Regions from separate parts of the Mus musculus genome. Here region 1 is linked to region 2. Evidence: chromatin contacts called from public Hi-C data. All regions are on one chromosome and are shown on one strand. The core of a region is the stretch at or near the end of the contact, and the rest is flanking DNA. Distances in the headings are between cores, read along the strand shown.

Evidence for each region. A called contact is a pair of places that touch in the nucleus more often than the background predicts.
Region 1: a contact with region 2 is called in a Hi-C map of pro-B cells, with 2.1 times the contacts expected there. The contact joins two enhancer-like sites. A contact is called at or near these places in 2 of 39 promoter capture datasets (the C10 cell line and hippocampal neurons), 6 of 484 Hi-C or Micro-C datasets (bone marrow-derived macrophages, differentiating embryonic stem cells, double positive thymocytes and 3 more) and 7 of 115 datasets of contacts at active chromatin or transcription factors (cardiomyocytes, embryonic stem cells, extraembryonic endoderm stem cells and 3 more).

What each region holds. Positions count from the first base shown.
Region 1 is chr12:117,557,572-117,562,816 of GRCm38.p6, forward strand. The region is part of intron 1 of Rapgef5 (Rap guanine nucleotide exchange factor (GEF) 5); the gene reads left to right. Among named protein-coding and RNA genes, the nearest start is that of Rapgef5, 26 kb to the left of the region's middle. Within about 2 kb of position 3,115, at least 67 of the 459 cell types and tissues checked have an H3K27ac peak or open chromatin away from gene starts, as enhancers often do. A contact at or near this core is called in pro-B cells, where this site is marked.
Region 2 is chr12:117,445,524-117,450,264 of GRCm38.p6, forward strand. No RefSeq gene overlaps it. Among named protein-coding and RNA genes, the nearest start is that of Gm31482, 18 kb to the right of the region's middle. Within about 2 kb of position 1,993, at least 123 of the 459 cell types and tissues checked have an H3K27ac peak or open chromatin away from gene starts, as enhancers often do. A contact at or near this core is called in pro-B cells, where this site is marked.

The DNA.
Region 1 (5,245 bases), core at 1,865-4,364, 110 kb after region 2:
CAGCCCGGGGTGTGAGCCACCGGCAGCTGGTGGCACCCCAAAGGCAGCCTTCAGCCTAGGGTATGAGCCACGGGGTGTGAGCCACGGGCAGCTGGTGGCACCCGAAGGCAGCCTTCGGCCCGGGGTGTGAGCCATGGGCTGAGCTATGGGTAGTTTTGGAGATTCTCATTTTTGTTCAGGTCAGGGATTTCAGGATCAAACAAATGTAGTTCTTCTTCCATGATTCTATTTTTTAAATAGTGTAAAATGCATGCAGCAGTGTATGTTACCAACATAAAACCATTTCCAGTGTATTGTTCTGTGGCGTGTGTACCTTGCTGCACAACCTATCTCCAGCATCATCTATGACTTCAAAGCCAACTGGGAATAATAAAGACTTATTATCCGTATGCTTAGAATTTTAACAATACTTCACTGTTCTAAGATTTTTCCATTACTTTCAACAAGTTTCTTCTAACTCATGGCTTTTGCAATAGGAAATTGACATAAGGAGGAAATCACTAGTCACCTGCTCACTTCTATCCCCTTTCCCAGTAGACTTTCTTACTTCTTGAAAGTTCTTGATCGATCAACCCAGTACTTCCTGTAGCTATTTTTATTTCAAGGAACACACATAGTATCAAACTGAAGAGGATGTAGAAACAAAGCCTCCAGACATCTTAGATGCTGCTGAACTGTATATCTTTTAGGAAAAGAAAAAAAAATTAAACTATTCAGCTATATTTTCTATCTACGAGTTCTGAAACAATTTCCAGTCTAAAACTTCTTTAGAAGTCAGAGGGGTGGCTCAGAGGTCAAGAGCATTTGCTCTTGCAGAGGACTCAGGTTTGATTTTCAGCACCTATATGATGGCTTAAAACTACAATTCTAGTCCCAGGAAATCCAGTGTCTTATCTGGTAGCAGCCACTTAGGTGGTATACCAGCATGCATGCAGGCAAAGTGCCACACACATCAACATATACATACATACATACATACATACATACATATATTTTTTCTAAGAACAGTGGCAGACTTGTATGGGAAAGCTGTCAGTGGTGTGCATATTTATTTCAAGGCTGTTTGCAAGCACTTTCCCTGTCATGGGCCACTCACTGTGTCTCTTCTTCTACACTGAGGCCAGGACACTGTATCAAACTGGAGAGTTTAAATTTAGGACTCAGAAAGGGATGTGATGGACAGCACAGGAATGAGTCATGGAATAAATGTAAGATCTTGTTTATGGTTCAAAACAATCAAATTTAAGCAATCTTAGTTCACCAATACAGCTCTACAAAGGCAATAGAAGGAAAACTTCAGTCTAAAGAGAATATGAACTAGACCGAAAAGGAGACAAAAAATAAATAGCTCAATAGTAATGGCCTTGATTCCCCAGTAAAAAGATTGTATTAGAAAGCAGGATTCCTTCTGCTATGTAAGAAATGCAAGTCACCATCAAGGATGGATATCGACTTACAGTGAATGGATGGAAAAGATCAGGGCTTTGTCTAGCACTTATCAGAGAAACTTCTTATAGTGGGTGGTGATTAACACAGAGACCCAGAACTTGACAGTGTGCAGAGAAAGAGAAACTTTGGGACCCTCAGCTTTAAATGGGATGTCTACTAAATCCTTCCACTCTAGACTCAGACAGAAAGACTCTGAAAGGTAGAGGTGGTGGATAACTCCAAAGAAACAGTCTTCCATACACAACAGGCTGATGCACATAGTAATGTTCAGGGACTGTGGCAACAAGCACAAGACCCACCCAAGTTCAAACCAGACAAAATTCCACCACTGAGAAAGCAGGAGTAGACACAAGGTCTTACCCCTTACCCAGAAGCCACTTGTATATGATAACTAATGAGAAAGGAGAAATCAGTTTTTTCTGTTTTTGTTTTATCTATCTATCTATCTATCTATCTATCTATTTATTTATTTATTTATTTATTTATTTTTCGAGACAGGGTTTCTCTGTGTAGCCCTGGCTGTCCTGGAACTCACTTTGTAGACCAGGCTGGCCTCGAACTCAGAAATCCACCTGACTCTGCCTCCTGAGGGCTGGGATTAAAGGCGTGTGCCACCATGCAGGAAACAGTTTTTTCTGAGGTGATACTATGTATCAATCACACCTGAGAAAGGGCCCCATGCCCAGGAGTTGCTGGTCACAAGTAACAGATCCCATGCAGTTGGTCAGCATGGAACAGTCCCTATGCTTTTCATTCTGCTTTGCCATTTTTCTCTTATTGTATTCTTTTGTCCATTTGCTTGTTTTGAGTTTTGTTTTTGTGGTTGTTGTTTTCTGAAAAAGAGAAAGGGAAGGGAGAATATAAAGTTGTATAAGCAGGGAGGTGGGGAGGATCTGGGGAAAGGGAAAGAATATGATCAAAATATATATTGTATAAACATTTTTGAAGGGCCTGGAGAGATGGCTCAGTGTTTAAGAACACTTATTCTTACAGTGGACCCAGTAATCCACTTCATGTGGCTCACAATCATCTGTAATTCCTGTCCCAGGGGATCTGGTATCCTGTCTGATGTCTGTGGACACTAGGCACACATGTGGTACACAGACATGTTTGAGCAAAACACTCGTGCACATAAAGTCTAAAGAAAAAAAAATCTAAACAATTTAAAAATTAAAAGAATCCAGTGCTTATGATTAATTTTTTTTAAAGAGGTGCTTTGCATATCCAAGAGTAAGTAGTGAATGCCCACCTGAGGCTTGGACGTTTAGATTCCACTGGAAAAGACTCTGACATTGTGCCATTGTATCATCAGTGACGAGTAGCTACCTTTCATGCCTCTCTCATAACTCTCCATTTTGGAGCTGAGACAGGACTTGATTGTGTACCAATGAAATTATATTTACACATGAGGAACCTAAGAAGCCAGTCATTAATATTGAACTTTTCAGTATTTACTTCCTGAATTGTTTGACTCCGCAGAGCAGTGACGGGAAAGAGTAGCCGGGTGCCTCAGCAGATTGTCCCCTGAGCAGACATTCTGGGCATGGCAGTTATTAGAACAGGAACTTCGGCAGAACCCGGTTTGTGTCTTCACTCATGGCCAGCCACTTGGAAAAGGGAAGGTTGCCTCGTGTCTTCCTGGACTGTGGTTTGAGCGTCCACCAGTTTCCTCCTGTCTCCTTCCTCTCCTGGCTGACTTCTTCCACTGTTGTCTCTCAGCTGTGCTTATGTCTGCTTAGGGCAGGCATGGTCACTGACCACACAGTCGGGAGGGCGGCAAATAATCGCAACTTCCTAGAAGCGTCTTCTGCCTTGTCTTACTATTCTTCTCTCTTCCGTGAATACATCAGAGTCCTTAAGTTTGGATTTCCTCCTGACTAGAGACATGTTCCTTATGTGTTTATCCTTTCTATATAAAAAGCACGGTTTTAATTTATGAACATTCCTTCATAGGGTTAGAAAATGGTAAGAGTGGAAATTTTATCTTTTTAAAAATAATCTATAATTTTTAAACGTATGTGCCTGCATGGGTACACAATGCATGTGTAGATGCCAGTGAAGGACAGAGAGCGTTGGAAACCCTGGAACTGGAGTTCCATGCTGCCCTGTGAGCTGCCTCATGTGGGTGTTGGAAACTGAACTCAGGTCTTCTGCAAGATCAATGAGTGTTCTCAATGCCTTAATCACTTCTCCAGTCCCTGGAGAGTTTGTCTTATTTTGTACATTTTTCTTCTTGAATAGTTTCTTTTATTAAAGAAGTTAGAAAGAAACAAAAATCTACCATGTAGCCTGTCACAAAAAATTCCATTAGCATTTTGCTATATTCCTTCCTACTTTTATTCTCTACCAAGGTCATTGTTGCCCAAGTCGATCTCAGAACTCCTGAGCTCAGGTGATCCTGCCCTGCTCCATGAACAGTTGAGCTACATTACACGGTCCTTTCAGTTTCACAAATGTCCCTGTACATTCAAGGTCCTTTAAATGTTTATAATGGCTGCATGGCATTTTCTCGTGCTCTGGATTAGGCAGGAAGGGAGGAGGAGCTGGAGGAGCGAGTGCTTTGGAGTCACCAGGAGTCAGCATAAGTTAGCAAAGGGCTCTCCCTGTGTACTGTGCACATTGTATTGGCTGATTCTTCACCCTCTGCTACTGGGTTGTAGGGTACTTTGTTAACTTTAGAACTTCTGTCATTGATAACATGACTGAGAGAGGCCTCCTTTGAAAAGTGTGGATTACGCTAGTTGACCTGAATAGAGTCAGAGAAGAAATGAAGCTTGTTTCCTAATTTAACCCAAATAGAAAGGAGTGCAGCTGCAGATGCTCAGATGGTAGTGTCCTTGTAAGTGAAAGCCTGGAGCTCTAAAAACAGCCCTTTATGCAGTGCCTCTTACTGCAGTTGTGCTTTCAGAGAAGGGTAAGCACATGCACAGTTGCTATTGGATCACATGCCAGGGGTGTGTGCGTGTGCATGTGTGTGTGCCTGTGTGTGCACATGTGCTCAAGAGTGTGCATGTGTGTGTGCGTGCATGCATGTGCCTGTGTGTGCACGTGTGTGTGCCTGTGTATGCGCACGTGCTCAAGAGTGTGCATGCATGTGTGTGAGTATGCCTCTGTGTGCACACATGCTCAAGAGTGTGCATGTGTATGTGCATACATGTGTGTACACATGTGCCTATGTGTGCACATGTGCTCAAGAGTATGCATGTAGGTGCATACATGCATGTGCACACATGTGTGTACCTGTGTGTGCACATGTTCTTAAGAGTGTGCATGTGTGTGTGCATGCATGATGTACATGTGTGTGCACATGTGCCTTGTGTGCACACATGTGTGTGCCTGTGTGTGCACACGTGCTCAAGAGTATGCATGCATGTATGTATGCATGTGTGTGTGAGTATGCCTGTGTGTGTACACATGTGCCTGTGTGTGCACATGTGTTTGCCTGTGTGTGTACACATGCTCAAGAGTGTGCATGTGTGTGTGCATGCATACGTGTGCATGTGTGTGTGAGTGTGCCTGAATGTGCACTTGTGTGTCCATGTGCATGTGTGTGTGCATGTTTGTGTACATGTTCGTATGTGCCTTTGTGTGTGAGTATGTGCATGCATGCATGCAGGTGTGTGTGTGCCTGTGTATGTGTGTTGGAATAAGAATGTGGCTTTCTCATTAAATGTTGGGGGAAAGTAAGGAGAGGAGGTGAAGTGTGTGCAGAAGTCAGAAGGTACATACAGATTTTTCAGCCTGGGGAGCTGAATCAGTCTTGCTGTTCCCTGTAGCTCTTCTTGGCTGTATATAG
Region 2 (4,741 bases), core at 743-3,242:
CACATATAATAAATAAATCTTAAAAAAAAAAAAAACATCTCCAGCAAGTTCAAGGCTTGGTTTGGGTACACAGTATGTTTTCGTGAGACCCCGTCTATAGATAGATAGATAGATAGATAGATAGATAGATAGATAGATAGATAGATACATACATACATACATACACACATTACATACATACATACATACATATATACATACATAGGTAGGTAGATAGATAGATACATGCATACATATATACATACATAGATACATAGATATATAGATACATACATAGACAGATATAGATAGATACAAGCATACATATGTACATAGATACATAGATATATAGATACATGCATACATAGATACATATATATATACATAGATATATAGATACATACATAGATACATTATAGATTTATAGATACATACATAGATACATACATAGATAATCTTTTTTCATTCCAGATTCCCATTAGTTTAAGGAAAATTATACATTGAGTTTCTGCTGAGCACCAGTCACTGGCTCAAGGCTTTCCAGCTTTTCCACTCCTCAGAGCACCCTAATGGAGTGGGCAGCATTCCTGTTTCAAAGACACAGAAACTGGGGAGGTTGAATTTGAGGACTACCCTGGAGTTAGTCTCTCTCTGAAGTAAAGCCTGCATGTTCCAAACAGCTCTAACTCTGTCTCAAGATGTGCTTGTTAGAAAAAGCAGAATTCTGCACACGAGGTTGCTTTTCCACAAAATGATCGAGAGCAGTCTGCTCATCAGTGTCTGTAGAGAGTTGGGACAAGTGCCTCTCTGCCTTCAGTGTGAGGTATGATTGATCATCTGGGGGATTGTGAAAATGGATTGTTGAGCTCTCGTTCTCAAATTCAACATATAGATTTCTTTTTTTAAAAAATGTGCATGTGTGTGTTTGGGTGTATGTGCTTGTGAGTACAGTTGTCTGTGGTTGTGAGGCCAGCCAATGCCTATGTTGGGAACCAAACTACTGTCCTGGGGGCAGGAAACAGTTGCTGAGCCACCACTCCGTTTGCTTCTGGCTGAATATCTCACATTATGTCCTCGCTGATGCCTCTTTCCAAAGCACAGTCAGGATCAGTTAGATCTAGGTTGGAATTACAGACTCAAGGGCTAATTTTTGTTCCTGGCCTCTAGCAATAGAATCAAATCTCAGGGGCCAGGAACCAGCCTTCTGGGTCTATGTGGGGTGTTAGTTTGGTTTGTTAACAGTCCCACTCTGTAGCTCAGGCTGGCTGAGAAATCACTTATGTAACCCAGGTTGCTCCTGAACTCTCTCATAGACCCTCCTTTCTTAGCTTCTAGAGTGCTAGGATTAGAGATGTAAGACTCCCAACCTGGCGAGAGTCTTTTAAATAACTACCTGGCTGTTCTGCTCAACGAAGTGTGAATACTGTCATCCAATGGGCCTTTAAATTATTCTTTATCTCACATACAGCCTCATTTTTTAAATGATGCCTCATTCTGAGTGACAGCCATACTGCAGAACCATTTACAACTGACCATTAGCTGCTGTTGTGACCTGCCTCTGTGTTTAAAATGTCCACAAGGGATCTCTCAGCCCACACTTCATAAATAAAAACCAAGCGGGGGAAATGGAACTATTTATTCATTGATTGGTTTTTGAAAAGTCCTCCAGTTATAGCTTTTCCAGTTCATCAAGGGGAAAGAAGCTTCACTGATGATGAGTGGTTGTTTCATTCCACCCCAACAGAGTGAAATCAGGAGAGTGACGCCATTTCCCGAAAGCCACGCCCCTTCCTCTGTACCCCTCCCTCTTTTACCCTCTGCTGCTTTGGTTCCTTGGCCCTAGGAATCGGGAGTTGGGGGGGGGGGGGGAGCTACAGGCTGAAACTGGTGCCCTGCACTTGCAGCAGGGAGGCTGGAGCACTTCAGCTTCCACAGAGGTGGAGAGGTCACACAAAGCAACGTTCAAAGGCTGAGGGCCGGAAGCCAGCCTCATGCTGGGAGGTGCCCAGAAAGATGCAGGTGCTTCCCTCTTTGCGCCTGAGCAGCGGACTCTGAGGGACGCCAGCTGGAGGGGACAAGGAAGGGCATTTATAGTTTCCTTTGCCGCTGGCTCCTTCAAGCACCTCACACGGCACCAGGAGACGAGATGAGAGAGGGGTTGACACAGCTTGAAGAGTTCAGATATCAGTGGCCTGACCTGAAAGCACAATGGGGTTCGATGCGATCTTGCAGACAAGAGTCTTTGTCCTTGTATGGCTCAACTCTGCTGTTTTCCCAAGAGAACCTGTGCTGCTGCACTTGAAAACAATATGGAAAGATTTAGAAACTCCTTCAGCCCTGACCAGATATTCTCAAACTAGTTAGCCCCACCATCCAGGCGTCTGAGATGAACCTGTGCAGCAGAAACAAGGGCCCCTTTCTCCTCTCTGCTTTGGATCATGGGTCTCAAGCTCGACCAGTACAGTCGTCATTGTGGCTCCCTTGTACCGTGATCCCATCCAACCCGCAGGAAACGCACACCTTACAGGGCAGGCTGTACAATTGCTGGCTTAGTGGGAGCTGTCGTCATGTCCCAGCTCTCGTCTAATAGCTCAGGACCGTGAGTTTCCTGACCGTTTTTACATGGCCGTACTGTGTGCATAGCATAGCTCATCCACACCAAGTTCCTAGGTGAAACTCTTAAGTCTCCAGGGGGAAACCTACGTTTGGAAGGGTTTCGCTTGCTAGCTGGCAGCAAGCCTGAGATCAAAACTTGTTATTCAGAGTCAGAAGTAAAATTCCCGTGAGAGGCACAATCCACCCTATTGTTCTGCCTGGGGTCCTTGTGTCTCCTGTTGCCACGGTCTGCTAAGGCAGCCTCCAGGCTGATGGGACATTTTGTCTGTGGGCTTCCTCAGGATGGGTGGGTGTGATTCCCAAAGACACCTCCCTAAAAATAGAAGAGATTGCATATTTCATTTTACCCCCCCCCCTCTCCTTTTCTCCCCGTGCCAAAGTAGGCACAATAAGGGCACACAGGTAGGGTAACGGTAGAACCAGATCAGCAAAGACATTAATTGCCAGTTTTCACTGGGCCCTGCCCAGCCATGACTCACAGTGCGGAGAATGAGATAGGTGAATGAAATCACGAGTAAAAGGAGGATGTGACTACTCCTAAAGTATGGGGATATTTATTGTAGATAAAAGGGAGAAAGCAGGCAGAGGGAAGAAGAGTCCAGGCTGAACACGGCCAAGGGACCAAACCAGACGACGAGAAGAAAGGCAGAAAGGGAGAGAAAGAGAGTGGACCTGGACCTCAGTAAGAGGTGGCCCGGCCCAGGCCAAAATAGTTGAGTTATGTAGGTATCAGGCTGGGGCAAGGGAAACAGAAGCCCAGGCCCTGGGAGGGAGAGGTTTAGGGTAGGAAGTGGGGTGAGAAGTGTTGGGAGGAGCCACAAGTACCAAAGATACTGGGAAAGCTTGAATGTAAATAAATTATTCTTATTATAAATGTAAATGGTGAATTAATCTGGGGGCTGTATTTATTCACCTCATGCTAATCCCCAGTAACGTCCCAGGGGAAACAAGATTTATTTAAAATAAATAAATTTTATTTACCGTATTATCTGAGCAGTCAAATGATGTGCCTTAAATGTCTACCAATCTGGCTACCTCCCAGCCCCTTCCCACAATACCTGTATATTATTATTGATTTGCTTCTCTTGGACCCCTGTAAGACTCCGGGGAGCCTTAGCTTACCAGGGCCCAACCTGTGGTCTGAGAAATGCTAAGTAGCCCCTCCCTTCTGGATGGGTGAGTGTTTCATGACCTTCCCAAAGTTCTTGAGCTGACCTTTTCACCCCTTCTTCATGGCTCCAATTCCTCCATCTTTCTCACCCATCTGAATCTCCCTCTTTCCTTCCTCTTGCTAGTGGAACATCCCACTCTATTCTCTCTTCTGCCCACCCATTGGGTGGTCAGCATTTATTGATGAGGAAAAGAATAAGTGGTAAGAACAGTTTATACAAACTTGAGACAGGAGATTCTTTTTGTGTGTGTGTGCCTTTTTTTTTAAATTGGATATTTTCTTTATTTACATTTCAAAGGTTATCCCCTTCCCCAGTTTCCTCCCTCCTGGAAACCCCCATCCCATCCTCCCTTCCACCTACCCACCCACTCCCACCCCCCTGTCATCATTCCCTTATACTGGGGCATCTTTCGAGCCTTCATAGGATCAAGGACCTTTCCTCCCATTGATGCCTGACAAGGGCATCCTCTGCTACATATGCAGCTGGAACCATGTGTACTCTTGGGTTGATGGCTTAGTCTCTGAGAGCTCTAGGAGGTCTGGTTGGTTGATAGAGAGACAGGAGATTCTTGATATAAGCATTACAGTGCCAAGTCTGGATTGAAACTAGATATGATGGCAGAGAAATCAGCATTTGAATAACGCAAGGGTAAACTTTATAGTGTACAAAACAGGCCTTCGCTGGGAGGGACTACAGGTACTGAGGGATGCTGGGAGAGTTGAGAGGGGCCACAAGTACTGTGTTATATTGGAAGAGCTTGGAGGGGCTACAGGTAGTGAGACATGCTGGAAGAGCTGGCCATCGTGTTTGGTATGTTAATAGAAATCTCAGTCATTTGTCCCCAGCTCCTGAGACCTAGCACTAGGTACAGTTGACCTCAGGCACTACAGCCCTCTACTCCCACTGTAGTTACTGGGTGGGAGCCTCCAGGCTGCTGCCCTAGCCACCTCCCTGAACTGCAGGGCCTTCTGTTA